Linked DNA regions of Macaca mulatta: regions 1 and 3 are each linked to region 2. The links are chromatin contacts, called in public Hi-C maps. All regions are on one chromosome and are shown on one strand. The core of a region is the stretch at or near the end of the contact, and the rest is flanking DNA. Distances in the headings are between cores, read along the strand shown.

Region 1 (4,166 bases), core at 643-3,142, 130 kb after region 2:
TTTTCTTATACTAAAAGGTGGCTGATGAGGAAGGTGGCACAGATTGTTGGATGAGTTATTGCGTTCTGGAGGCACTGTTGGGTGGGTGGGTGGATCTCTTAGTTATTACATTTATCTAGTGTGGAAGGCCCCACAGAGCCCCTTCCACGTCCCAGGCTCTGTTCCAGCTGGGTTAAGTCAATGCATATTTGAAACAGACGAAGGAGCTCGCGGGACTGACCCGGGCTCCGTCAACAGGTTCAACGTAGCAAAGTGAAAGTTCTCTCCCAGGTTAAAGGGATTCTCCCAAGGCGGCCCAGGAGATGGTGGCGGCGGGAGCCCGACTGGAGGCCTGCGCCTTTAAGGAGCCAGGGGGCGGAGGGGCGGGGCAGGAAGACGACTCCCCGGAGACGCCGCCACCGGCTAGGTCTTTTTTTGGGAGGGGGCGGGCCAGACCCTTTTATGGACTCCGCCCCCTTTCCAGCGGCCGCGTCCCCTTTCCGCTCACGGCGTGAGGGGAGGGAGCCAGGGGTCGTTGAAGTGGACCCCGTCTGGGAGCTCCCCGCTGGGCGTCCGGCCCGCGGAGGCGCGAGTTTGCTGACTCGGAGGGAGCCGCTGGGGCGGGGGCGAGTGCTAATAATACCCGTTCGTCCAGCAGCCGCGCTTTACAGTTTACACAGCTGTCACCTTCGTTCCTCCTTAATTAATAATAAAAATAGCCGCCGTTCGGGAGCGCGGGCTGGGCGCCAGGCCCGGTGCCGAGCGCGGTACGAGCCTGGCCCCCAGAGCCGGTCCTCGCCACAGGATCCCCATTTTCCAGAGCGGGAAGCCGAGCTCAGCCCCACGCCGCGACTTGCCCGAGGTCACCCAGTGGGCCAGCGGCTCCCGGACCGAGGCGCGGGGCGGGGTGAGGCGGGGCGCGGTGCTGCCCCCAGCTCCCCGGGGCGGCGCGGGGCGGGGCGGGAGGCGCGGAGGGCGGGGGCGAGCGCGGATGGCCATCTTAAGTGGCCGCCTGGAGCCCAGGGCCGCTGTCCGGGGAAGGGGCGCCGGAGCAGCCCGGGAGGTGGGGGTCTGCGTGCGGCGGCCAGGATCCCGGGAGGGAACTTTCTCCTAGACGGGCCAGGGGATCCTTCTGGCTTCGGACTGCTGAACCCCCGCAAGGCCCGGCCTGCGGGTGTGGGGGGTGGTGCCGAGGAACTTGGCCGAGAGGGGGAAGGGCTCTGCCGGGCTGGGAGGGGCTGCGTGAGGGGCTCGAGAACGTCCCACTTCGTCTGGGGGTGTGTGGGGGAGCGGATCTTACCGCAGGCTTTGCCGGGGAACGGTCCCCATGGAGTTGGGGGCTCAGATCTAAGAGGGGGCTGCATTTCGCGGGAGTTGGGGGCCCTGCCTGCCTGGGTGGAGGGAATGGGTGGGGGGGTCGTCCTGGATCCTTCGCAGGTTTGGGGAACTCGATGCAGCCAAGCTGTACGGGGGCCGAGAGGAAGAGCCATGGAGTGGAATCAGACCATTATGGGGTTTAGGGGTCATATCATTGGGAGAACTGAGAAGCGCTGAATTCTCCAGGAGGTGCCTGGATCCCGAAGTGTCGGGCCAGGATTGGGGGACTTGGATTTCGATGGGGGTTTGGGGACTGGATCTCCTCGGGTGAATGGTGGGGGCAGGATCACTGTGGGGTCGGGGAGGTCCCGGGCCCTGCGGGAAGGTGGGGGCACAGTCCCCGCAGGAGGAGCTGGGGGCAGGGGCGGCCCCGGCTGCGGGCCGAGCGGAGGGGGAGGGGGCGGCCGCCGGCTCTGCGCTCCGCTCCCGCCCCTCCCCCGCCGCCTCTGAACAAACTTTTCTTTCTCTTCAAGTTGAGGCCGGCGCTGCAGGCAGCGGCGGCTGCGCGGCGAACGAGGCGGCCTGCGCGGCGGAGTGCTGAGTCCCGATCCCCGGCTCTGTCCGGCCCACGGATCCTCAGGCCCGGGCCCCGGGCCCGGCCCCAGCCTCAGCCCCGAGCGTCTCGGGGCGGATGGCGCGGGGAGACGGGCGCGGGCGGTGCTGAGCCCTGCGCGGGCCATGGCCTCGGCCTGCGGGGCGCCGGGCCCGGGGGGCGCGCTGGGCAGCCAGGCCCCCTCCTGGTACCACCGCGACCTGAGCCGCGCGGCCGCGGAGGAGCTGCTGGCCCGGGCGGGCCGCGATGGCAGCTTCCTGGTCCGAGACAGCGAGAGCGTGGCGGGGGCCTTCGCGCTTTGCGTCCTGTGAGTGGGGCGGGGGCTCCTTGCGGGCTGGCGTGGACAGGGAGCGCGGGCACGGCGGGGTGTGGAGAGGGCCCGGCTCAGGGTGCGTGGGGCGGCGGGACGCCAGACCCGCCTCCACCCCCTAGAGTGGGAGCCTTGGCTTTCTCCTGGGTCTGAGGAAGAACGCAGGGGCACTTCCTGCTGTGTGTCTGGGGGCACTTTCAGGAGCCTTGAGGGCAGAGGATATGGGGTTCTGCGGCCCAGTGTGACTGTGATGGACGAAACATTCGGGCATTCCCCGGCAGACCCCTTCAGGCATCCTCCAGGTAGAAGTGAGCAGGGGAGAGGATGTGCATTCCACGTTGTGTGCAGTCCCGTTTGGATAGGGACTGAGTGGTGAGCAGGAGAGGGAGTCGGGGCAGAGGGACTGACGGGGTGTGTGGGGATGCCTGGCAGCTTCCTTAGGGCCCCTTTTTGTGCTTTGGGGTTCTGACTGGCCGTGTATGGCTGGTGGGGGCGGTGGTGGGTGGTGTAGAGAGGAAGGCTTGGGGAAGCAGAGGCTGAGGCTGTATGGGACCTTGCCATTATTTCTGAACCAATGAGTGAGTGAGCCCTGGCTCTGGGCTGGAGCCCTGGTTACCTGGCTGCCCTAGCCCTGAGCTATGAGTGCTGAGAGCAGAGCCATACTTCGTCCTTCTCTGAGTGGGCCAGGTCCTGTGGCTGTGCCTGTCAGCCGAGTGTGGTAGTGGTGCTGGAGTGAGTTAGCACTCCTGGTTTTGCAGCCTTCTACCTGCTTTGTACCTCCTGCCCTGCAGTTTGACATTGAGTTGGCTTCTGTGGGCCCAGTGAGTGGGAAACTGGGGGGGCTGCTTTATTTAGATCAGTTATTTAGATCTTTATTTAGATATTTCTTGGCCTTGTGAACCCCCTCCCAAACTCCTGTCTGGCTGTCCTGGCCATGGCCCGAGCAGGGCTCAGCAACGCCCGCGCCCGCTGCCCCACGCCATCCGCCCGGCTTACCCCTTTGTTCTCCTGACATCTTTGGTGGGGGGGCACATTAGCCTAGACCACGGGAGACTTTTTTTTTTTTTTTTTTTTTTGAGACAGAGTCTCGCTCTGTTGCCCAGGCTGGAGTGCAGTGGTGCGATCTCGGCTCACTGCAACCTCCACCTCCTGGATTCAAGTGATTCTTCTGCCTCTGCCTCGCGAGTAGCTGGGATTACGGGCGCTTGCCATCAAGCCCGGCTAATTTTTGTATTTTTAGTAGAGATGGGGTTTCACCATATTGGCCAGGCTGGTCTTGAACTCCTGACCTCAAGTGATCCACCTGCCCCGGCCTCTCAAAGTGCTAGGATTACAGGTGTGAGCCACCTCACCCAGCTGGGGAGACATTTTTAATTGTCACAACTGGGATGGTGCTATTGACATCTAGTGGGTAGAAGGCAGGGATACTGCTAAACATTCTACAGTGCACAAGAGAGTCCCCCACAACAAAGAACTGTGCAATCCAAAATGTCAGTGGTATGGAGGTTGAAAAACTCTAGCCTAGTCAATTGACCCAACAAGGAAGGGGCCCTGTAAGTCTCAGCTTAGGCCTCAAGTCTGAGGCCCAGTAGGGGGAGACTAAGGAGGGACAGACTAGGCAGATGAATATCCCCGAGTCCTGCCTCCCAGCCCCCTCTAAGGCATACCCCCTAATTAGGCTGGGGAGGGAGGCAGGTGCTGGGTCAGCTGTTGAGTGGGAGGGGGACAGCTGAGGCCTGTGTCTGGGTGAGGAACATTATTGTCCCAGGAGGGGTAGAATTCTGGCCCCATTGCCAGGGGAGGCTGTGAATGGGGTGAGGGGTCTGTCTGTGAGTGGGGGCTTCAGGTTTGCCAGCTGACTCTGGCTCCTCCCTGCATCTCAAGAGCCTGGGGATAAGGATCAGACGTGGACGATCAGACATGGGCAATATCTTAGATTTGCCAAAT
Region 2 (4,458 bases), core at 928-3,427:
ACTCACCTCTGAGGCTGGCTTGCCAATAGGAACCAGGTTGTTGTCTTTCTCTGCGATGCTTTGGAGCTGTGGGCAAAGGCACAGACGAAAAAGGCCAGAGCCCAAGTAGGGCAGGTCAGGGGCATGGGACTGGCCCATTCTGCCCAGAAGACGAGCCACACGTGTGGGGGAGAAGCCTCCTCCCAGTTCTCAGGGAGATTCAATCCCTTTCTTGTCATCTGCCATTTATGAACTTGATCTAAATACTTAAACTCTCTGAGCCTTGGTTTTTTCGTATAATTATGGTGAGGATGAAGTGAGAGACTTACCAGCCTAGAAAGTGTCATCTGCTAGATCCTCAATAGTCAAAATTATTTCCTGTGCTTTAGGGAAAAGAGCTTGGGCTGAGTGTCAGCAGCCTGGGCTCTAATCTGGCCCAGAAGTCACATGGTACCCCTGTAAATTAGGGTATGAAAAGATGAGAACCTTGGCTCCCTGGCTCCCAGCCTGATTATTCCCAGCTGAGGGCAAAAAGCTCTTCCTGGGCAGATTTCCAGAATAAGGCTGGGTCATGGCCCACTGAAGGGGGTCTCTGTCTGTGCTGGGGTCTCTGTCTGTGCTGTGCTAGCTGCTCACTCACCCAGGCCTGATGCTGCTGTTCCTGCTGCTGCAGCTCTGTCTCTTCCACACAGGGTCGATCCAGATTAAACCACAGTGTCTCAGTCACACGAGGGAAGAGTGAGGGGAACAAAGTGGACATGGCTCCTAGACTGAGGGAAAGGGTCAAGTGAATGTGTTTTGCTTAGTTTTCGTTTTTAATTTGGTTGTAATTTGATTTAGGGATAGGGTGGAAGACAGCAGGAAAGCAGCCCCTCCCACTAGGAATCAGATAGACCTGGCTTTGAGTCCTGGCTCCAACACTTACTAGCTGTTTGACCTTGGCTGAGTCACTTAACCTCTCTGGGCCTCAATGTCTTCATCTGTAAAATGGGGATAATAACAATTATACCACCGTCAAAGTTATTCTGATAATTAAGTAAATAATGGATAGATAAAGCTGTTTGCAGGTTGTTCAAGGAGGGAAGGGAATGGGAGTCAAGTGTAGGAATAGGAATCCAGAATGCAGACTGGCATTATGAAATTATACAAAATTAGAGGTAGCAGGGTTCTACTGAAATTATCCCTACCTCCTCCATACACTAAAACCTGCTTTTTGCACCTTTATGATGGCCCATGCCACACCCACCCAGTGTCAGAAATTTAGGACACTAACGACCGCTCATAAATCACAGCCAAATGTTGGGGTGGGGGGATTGTAGCATATGCAAGCAGGGCTTAGTAAGACATTCTAGGAGGCATGAATAAGTGGATAAATAAGTAGATGTAAGATTGAATGGATGAACTAACATTATAAGGGTACAATCAGCTTTGAGCGGCTGAGGGAGCCGACCAGGAGTGCTAGATAATCTTTATTAAACTGAGGACAGGCAAACTGAGGCCCAGCGACAGGCAGAGACTGGCTTTAGGTCATACAGTGAGTCGGGGCTTAGAACTCCTCCGTGAAAGGGATGAGCAGGAGAAAAGAATTGATGCTGGTCCTGCTTCTGTCCTAATTTATCTGACCGACCCAGGGCCAGCCGCTGCCCTTCCCTGTATCTCAGATTCCCAACCTGCGTAATTAGGCACGAGAGAAAACACCCTCATGTCCAAGAAGTACTGACAGGCCAGAGATCTCAGCTCGGAAAGCCCAACCCACCGTCGCAAAGCCACCGCCCATTCTTTACTCATTACGCTAATGACCATGCAGTTGACCAACAGAAAGAAAGTAGGGCGGGACTCAAGACAGAAATTTGGCCTTATAGGGTTGCTAAACGCGAAAAAAGCGGGGCCTGGGTAGGGCCAATTAACTGAAAGAAATGCTGGGTGACAGGAAGTGACACCAATGAATGACGGACCTTGTGTGAGGGGTGGGGCTTAGTCTCGAGGAAGCGGCCAATGAACTGGAGCTCTTTAAGGGTTAAGGACTCTCAATATGGAGCTCCTGGGCAGTCGGGTCAAAGGAAATGGGTTTCTGTGGGAGAAGGAATGAAGGGGCAAGGAGACGACGGCAGCCTTGTCTCTGTACTTACCGCGCCGGGAGGCTGCAGCCGGCGGCGACCCGGAAGCGCTTAACTCAGCCTGAGCGGAAGAACCCACCAGAATCCGGGACTCACCAAACGCATGCGTCCTTCGTCTCCTTTTGTTCCCTGCTCCCGCCCACTAAACCGGATGTGACGTTGCATACCTTAGTCACAGTGTTAGGGAAGGAAGTGTGACCCGCCTCGAGGCTCAGCCAATCGGCCTCTCCATCCTGGCCCCACTACTACGGCTACATTTAACCCCTGCCGCTTTGTTCCCAGGCACCATTTGCTTGTTAACCCCTTCTGAAGAATTGTTGACAGCAACCTCTTAGTGCGAGGGCCGTTTGTCCTGCTAATCTAATTACTACTCCAGAAAACTAAGAAAACTAATCTGTTACTACTCCAGAATTGCTGGTTAATGTTATGTCCCTCCTGTCTGTGCTCTCTCAGCTTCAGTTTCCCGTTTGAGCACATTCATTCTTTTTTATTTTTGCTCTGAACAAAAATATTTGAGTTCCTATATTACTATATTCCAGGCCTTGCTAGAAACTGGGGATACATCTATGAAAATGGTGGCTTCCCTGGAAGACCTCACAGTCCAGGGAAGCCAAACCCTGCAGACATGCAGTAGACTCAGTGATCTCTCTTAAGGTTGTCTGTTGAATTCTGACATTGGAGATTATGTACAGACTTGAATGACTAGTCAGCCTCAGGCACAGCATTCTGTTGCTTGGGGAATCTGCTGCCCTCCTCAGACCTGGGCCAAGTCCCCTTAGAGGTCAACCTCGTAACCTCTCCCATTCCTTCGCTGATGCCTCAGTTCCAGTAACCTCTGACTCAGCTTCGCCTTTAGAGATACTCATGCTTTCTGGAAACAGAGGTCCTTCAAACCCAATTCCTATTAAGCTCCATCACTTACCAGGCTCTTCCAGGGACAGCAGTCGTCCACATTTCCAGTACTGCCCTGGACAGATGTGTGAGTTTTGGCGAGTCCTTTTGCTCTCTGAACTCAGCTTCTTTGTCAACCAGCATCATAATCTCTGCCCAGCCTTCCTTCTATCCTGGGCTGATGTGAAGATTGGATAAGAATTGTTCAAGAGGTCATGTACTGTGCATATTGAATGTGATTATATTGCCAAATAGCACCGTTTGTTATAGTTTTTCATTAAAGAGTACACTTTGCCTCTTGGAAATGACTACCTTTTTCATTCATTCAACAAATACCTATTGAGTGCCTTAGTATATGTCCGTCACTATTCTTAGTAGTGGGTATACAGTAGTAAACAAAACAGACCAAAAAGTCCCTCTTTTCATACAGCCTTCATTATGAGAGAGGTAAACAATGAAGAAGATAGATAGATAAATAAATAAAATATGTAGTTTTAAGATTGCAGTAAATGGCCGGGTGCGGTGGCTCAAGCCTGTAATCCCAGCACTTTGGGAGGCCGAGGCGGGTGGATCACGAGGTCAGGAGATCGAGACTATCCTGGCTAACATGGTGAAACCCCGTCTCTACTAAAAATACAAAAAACTAGCCGGGCGTGGTGGCGGGCGCCTGTAGTCTCAGCTACTTGGGAGGCTGAGGCGGGAGAATGGCGTGAACCCGGGAGGCGGAGCTTGCAGTGAGCCAAGATCACGCCACTGCACTCCAGCCTGGGAGACACAGCGAGACTCCGTCTCAAAAAAAAAAAAAAAAAAAAGGTTGCAGTAAATACTGAGGAGAAAAATCTGAGAAGTGGGAATAAAATATTTGCAGGGGAGGTGTTTTATTTTTGATTGGGGGGCCAAAGTCACTGGGAAGGTGACTTTTGAGTAAAGGTCTGAAGAAGCAGAGAGCCTTCTGATATTTGTGGAAGAGCATTTCAGTGAGAGAGAATGGAAGTGCAGAGGGCCTAGAATGGCTTGGGCATAGTGTTCTCTAGGGCGAGTAATAGGTAGGACATGAGGAGTTGGGGAGTCAGTGGAGGGTTGTGAGCACAGGGTCCACACAATCTGATTTACATTTTAACTGAGTTACTCTGGCTGTTCTATAAAGAATAGACTGGGCATAGGGGAAACAATGGCAGAAGCAGGGAGACCAGTTGGGAGCCTATTATGATAATCTAGAGGTAGTGGATGAGAAGTGGTTGAATTCTAAATTTATTTAAATGGTAGAGACTACAAGGTTTGCTAACAGATGTAGAATGCCAGAATAAGAAAGGAGCCACGATTTTTGGGCTGAACAACTAAAAGATTGGCGTTGCAACTGTTTTGAGATGGGAAAGACTGGGGAGGTGATGAGGGAGGGATTTCTTTTTTGATGGGGAGCTCAGGTTTGAGTGTGTTGAGTCTGAGATGCCCGTTAGAGTAGAGATGTTGA
Region 3 (4,415 bases), core at 1,792-4,291, 190 kb before region 2:
AATTCTGACAATCAAACTGCTTGTAGTTCTCACAAGATTAAGTTCTTTGAGAACTCCTTCCCTTACAAAAACTGTTGCTGCCATTTTTTGGTAATTACTTGTTTACCCTGTGTGCCTCCTTACTAAGTAGTAAGCTCTTTGAGGATGTGGATTTTTGTCATGTTCATGATCTCCCACACTTCAGAGCAGCATCATGATTCTGTCAGAAGCAATAAAGTAATAAATGATGCTCAGGAAATTGGTTGACAATGAGAAGAAAAATAAAAGTAGATCCCTACCTCACAACATATTTAAAAAATTATACCTAGGCTGGGCATGGTGGCTCACACCTGTAATCCCAGCATTTTGGGAGGTCGAGGTGGGTGGATCACTTGAGGTCAGGAGTTTGACACCAGCCTGGCCAACACGGTGAAACCCTATTTCTACTCAAAATACAAAAATTAGCTGGGTGTGGTGGCACATCCTTGTAATCCCAGCTACTAGGGAGGCTGAAGCAGGAGAATTGCTTGAACCTGGGAGGCAAAGGTTGCAGTGAGCCAAGATCATCCCTCTGCATTCCAGCGTGGGTGACAATGTGAGATTCTGTCTCAAAAAATGAAATAAAATAAAACAAAATAAAATAAAGACAAATAATTATACCTAAAAGGCTGGGTACAGTGGCTCACACCTGTAATCTCATCACTTTGGGAGGCAGAGGCTCAGGAGGATTGCTTGAACCCAGGAGTTCAAGACCAGCAACATAGTGGGACCCGATCTCTACAAAATATTTAAAATATTAGCCAGGTGTGGTGGCACATGCCTATAGTCCCAGGTACTCAGAAGGCTGAGGTGGGAGAATTGCTTGAGCCTGGGAGATGGAGGCTACAGTGAGCAGTTATCACGCCACTGCAGTCCACCTGGGTGACAGAGCCAGACCCTGTATCACTCAGGTTGGGCACAGTGGTTCACACCTGTAATCCCAGCACTTTGGGAGGCCGAGGCAGGTGGATCACTTGAGGTCAGGAGTTCGAGACCATGGCCAATATGGCGAAACCCCGTGTCTACTAAAAATACAAAAATTATCTGGGCGTGGTGGTGTGTCCGTAGTCCCAGTTACTCGGGAGACGAGAATCATCTGAACCCAGGAGGCGGAGGCTGCAGGGAGCCCAGATTGAACCACTGCATTCCAGCCTTGGTAACAGAGCAAGACACCATCTCAAAGAAAAAAAAAAGCACTTGGATTAAAAAACAAAATGAAACACAATACAATACTGTATAGTCATGGCTACGTATAATTTTTAAAAATGGATTGGGAGAACACAAGCTAATTCTAATCCATAATAGTTGCTTCTGGAGAAGATGAGAGGGTAATGGGCTTGAGAGTAGAAAAAACAGGTAAGTTTAACTTTTATTGTATTACCTAGCTTTTAAAAAATGAGTAAGCAAATAAATCATAAGGCCAATAGTCAATTTAGGGTGATGGGTGTACAGTGTTTATAACATTCTCCGTATTAAGTTTCACAAAATGAAAATAATTATTTTTATCTAAATACATGAGATGCCTGTAGATGATGTAAATAATTCCCTGTAATTTTCTGTTGGTCCCAATATAAAGCTGACTTTTTTTCTTTTTTTTTTTTTGAGACGGAGTCTCGCTCTGTAGCCCAGGCTGGAGTGCAGTGGCCCGATCTCAGCTCACTGCAAGCTCCGCCTCCCGGGTTCACGCCATTCTCCTGCCTCAGCCTCCCGAGTAGCTGGGACTACAGGCGCCCACCACCTCGCCCGGCTAGTTTTTTGTATTTCTTAGTAGAGACGGGGTTTCACCGTGTTAGCCAGGATGGTCTCGATCTCCTGACCTCGTGATCCACCCGTCTCGGCCTCCCAAAGTGCTGGGATTACAGGCTTGAGCCACCGCGCCCGGCCTAAAGCTGACTTTTCTAGACGTTCTGTGGACTCACAAGCCATCCTAGATCCATTCACCAGACAGATCCAGGCGGACGCCCAGAGGCGTGTGCACTGGGGCTACAGGCTTGCAAGGTATCGAGTTCACATGCTGCTGAAAAATCAGTTACGAAGGCATACGTAGGGGTGGGGCAGTATGGTGTACAAAAACGAGGGTACGGCAGAAGCGGGGGCCGCAGGATGTGGGTTAGAAAAGTGTGCAGAGATGTATGAATTGGCATGACAGCCTAACTAAGACGCGGAATGTGGGGGCCGTGGAGGTCCCGCAAGGCTCTTAAGCTCTCAGTTTCTGGAGCTCAAGCCGTACCTCTGCTTTCACTGTTCATCGGGAACAGGCTGCTCTGTTCATTTCCTTGATGGCCACCCCTCCTCCCTCTCGGCCACTCCCCTCCCCATCAACAAATCCCAAAGCCCCTCACCCGGGACCGTGGACCTCGCGGAGCCACCGTTGCCTCAGATCGTGGACCACCAACCTATTCTCCCGCCAATTCGGCCCTCTAACCTTCGCCTTCTGACCCCGAGAGCTTCTCTTCCGCTTTCCGTAGCACAGGAATGCGTTCTGGGCCTCAAGAAGCTGCTGTTTTTGAAAATGACTCCTACCGAGGCAAGACGGCAGGTGCTGCAGCCAGGAAAATACATTTGCGTGTGTTTTAATGTTTATTTTCACGCACTACAACTCTTTCTCGTGGAGGGAGCGGAATTTAAACTTCCGGATCAGCCTCAGTGCAGTTTGGGAAACGTAGTTCCTAGTCCCCACGTCTCGCTCCTTGGAGGCCACACTGAGGGAGCGTCGCGAAAGTTGCCCGTTTAGGAACTCTCCCATTTGGCTCTGCAAAGGGAAGAATTGGTTAAATAGTTCCACTGAAAATAATGCGATTCAAATTTCTCATTTTCCAAGAACGCTCCCTTCCTGAAGCTTGGAAGGGCACGGGACTCCTCTCTCCTTGATCCTGAAACGTGCATCAGGTAGATAACCTCCTGATGCCTGACAGGCTCCGCCTGTTTTGATGCCCCGCCCCCTCTGCTGGAGTCCGAGCCGCCGATTGGCTAGGAGCACTTGAACGGCGGAAGCAGCTGGCTCGCGCGGGGACTGCGGTGAGGGGGCGAGCCGTGAAGATGGCGGCAGTGGTGGAGGTGGAGGTTGGAGGTGGTGCTGCTGGGGAACGGGAGCTGGATGAGGTAAGCGGAGTTGAGAGACGAGGAGAGACTCAGCCTGAGACTGAGGGGAGGGGCAGTGAGGTATCGGGAGGTGGGGGTCTTAGGAGAGACGGGAAAGATCCTGAGAGGGAAGGAGCTGACTAGGGGGCGGGTGCGTGGAGAGGGAAGTCAGAGGCACTCCTGACTTGGGGACTCCGAGGCGGCCTTGGGAGTAGAAGACTTGCATTAGCTTCAAGGTTGGAGATGGAGGACAGAGAGAGAGGTCGGAGGGGTGGGGGTGTTAAGATTTTGTGATTACTAGCTGGGGGTCTTAGGGTAGGACCGAAGGGCTAAGAGGTAGTTTGAGTTGGAGAGGCGTGAATTTCTTCAAGGGCTTCCTCTGTGGGAGAGGACTCTGTCTAAGCCTAGGATGGGGGTTGGGGACACAGACCTGGAAAGAGTGCTAATCCACTAGTAGTATAGCTTTGAGTTATCTTAAAGTTGGATATGTTTTGTTTATCCTTACATTCTAAGACTTTGTATCTAATGTACGCTCAGTAAAGTTTTCGTCAACGAATGAAGGAACAAGTGGATGAATAAATGATTGTATGCCGGAGTTCATACATTTATTCACTTAATAAACATTATGACTTTTGCTCCGGATCCTGGGCCAGGTGCTAGGGAGACAAGGGGCTCCTCTGTTGAAGAGCCCACAATCTAGTGGTGGGAGACAGACAAGAATAGTCATTGCATTAAAGATATAATGGTGGCACTGAGAAGTGTGTAACAGTTCAGCTTGGGATAGGGAAGGCTTCCCGGAGTTGCTGAGTTTTAAACGATAAATAAGTGTCTCTCTCTCTCCCTCTAGACTTATGAGTTCCTTGAAGGTGAGCTCCTTGAGATTGTATGTTCCCTTTACCTGTCCAATAGGCATTTAAAGACTGGGATATTAAATTACCGGTGGTCCTTGAAGGAATCACTAGGAGAAAGGAGATGTTGAGTGTGAAAGGAGTGAAGGGACAGGGCAGAGAAGCAGAGAGAGAGGTGAAAAAGGAAAATGAAAAGATTCTGAAGCCAGAGGCATTGAGATCTAGTGGTGTTTGTGATCCTGCACATGCCAGCATATGGACAGAGACATCACAGGAGTAGGAGGAAGGGGATTGGTTGTCAGAGATAGAACCAGGGAGATCTCTGAGGGATCAGAATCTTAGAGGCCCCTTGCTGTGTGTTGGGTGTGGGAAGAGTGGGGAGGATTGGGGATGATTGAAGATGAGGTTCAGAGAAAGGGAGAAGTGGACTTGGGAAGCACTAAGACTTGTCTGGTAGTGGGATGAGTT

The links. Hi-C and Micro-C count contacts between places; a contact is called where the count stands out from the background.
Region 1: a contact with region 2 is called in a Hi-C map of fetal cortex germinal zone, with 4 times the contacts expected there. The contact joins the promoter of INPPL1 here to the promoter of ANAPC15 in region 2. A contact is called at or near these places in 2 of 14 Hi-C or Micro-C datasets (cortical neurons and fetal cortex germinal zone).
Region 3: a contact with region 2 is called in a Hi-C map of fetal cortex germinal zone, with 2.0 times the contacts expected there. The contact joins the promoter of RNF121 here to the promoter of ANAPC15 in region 2. A contact is called at or near these places in 2 of 14 Hi-C or Micro-C datasets (blood and fetal cortex germinal zone).

What each region holds. Positions count from the first base shown.
Region 1 is chr14:72,540,064-72,544,229 of T2T-MMU8v2.0, forward strand. INPPL1 (inositol polyphosphate phosphatase like 1) reads left to right here and starts at 1,893. Exons shown (of 28, transcript NM_001260839.1): 1 at 1,893-2,216. The coding sequence starts at 2,035. It overlaps LOC144334325, which reads left to right and starts at 389. Exons shown (of 2, transcript XM_077963642.1): 1 at 389-886; 2 at 1,830-1,963. The coding sequence starts at 442. The coding sequence ends at 1,897.
Region 2 is chr14:72,408,555-72,413,012 of T2T-MMU8v2.0, forward strand. It overlaps ANAPC15 (anaphase promoting complex subunit 15), which reads right to left and starts at 2,178. Exons shown (of 6, transcript NM_001193608.1): 1 at 2,109-2,178; 2 at 905-959; 3 at 620-749; 4 at 7-66. The coding sequence starts at 739.
Region 3 is chr14:72,221,197-72,225,611 of T2T-MMU8v2.0, forward strand. RNF121 (ring finger protein 121) reads left to right here and starts at 3,042. Exons shown (of 9, transcript NM_001194615.3): 1 at 3,042-3,120. The coding sequence starts at 3,058. It overlaps XNDC1 (XRCC1 N-terminal domain containing 1), which reads right to left and starts at 2,459. Exons shown (of 10, transcript NM_001374474.1): 1 at 2,361-2,459.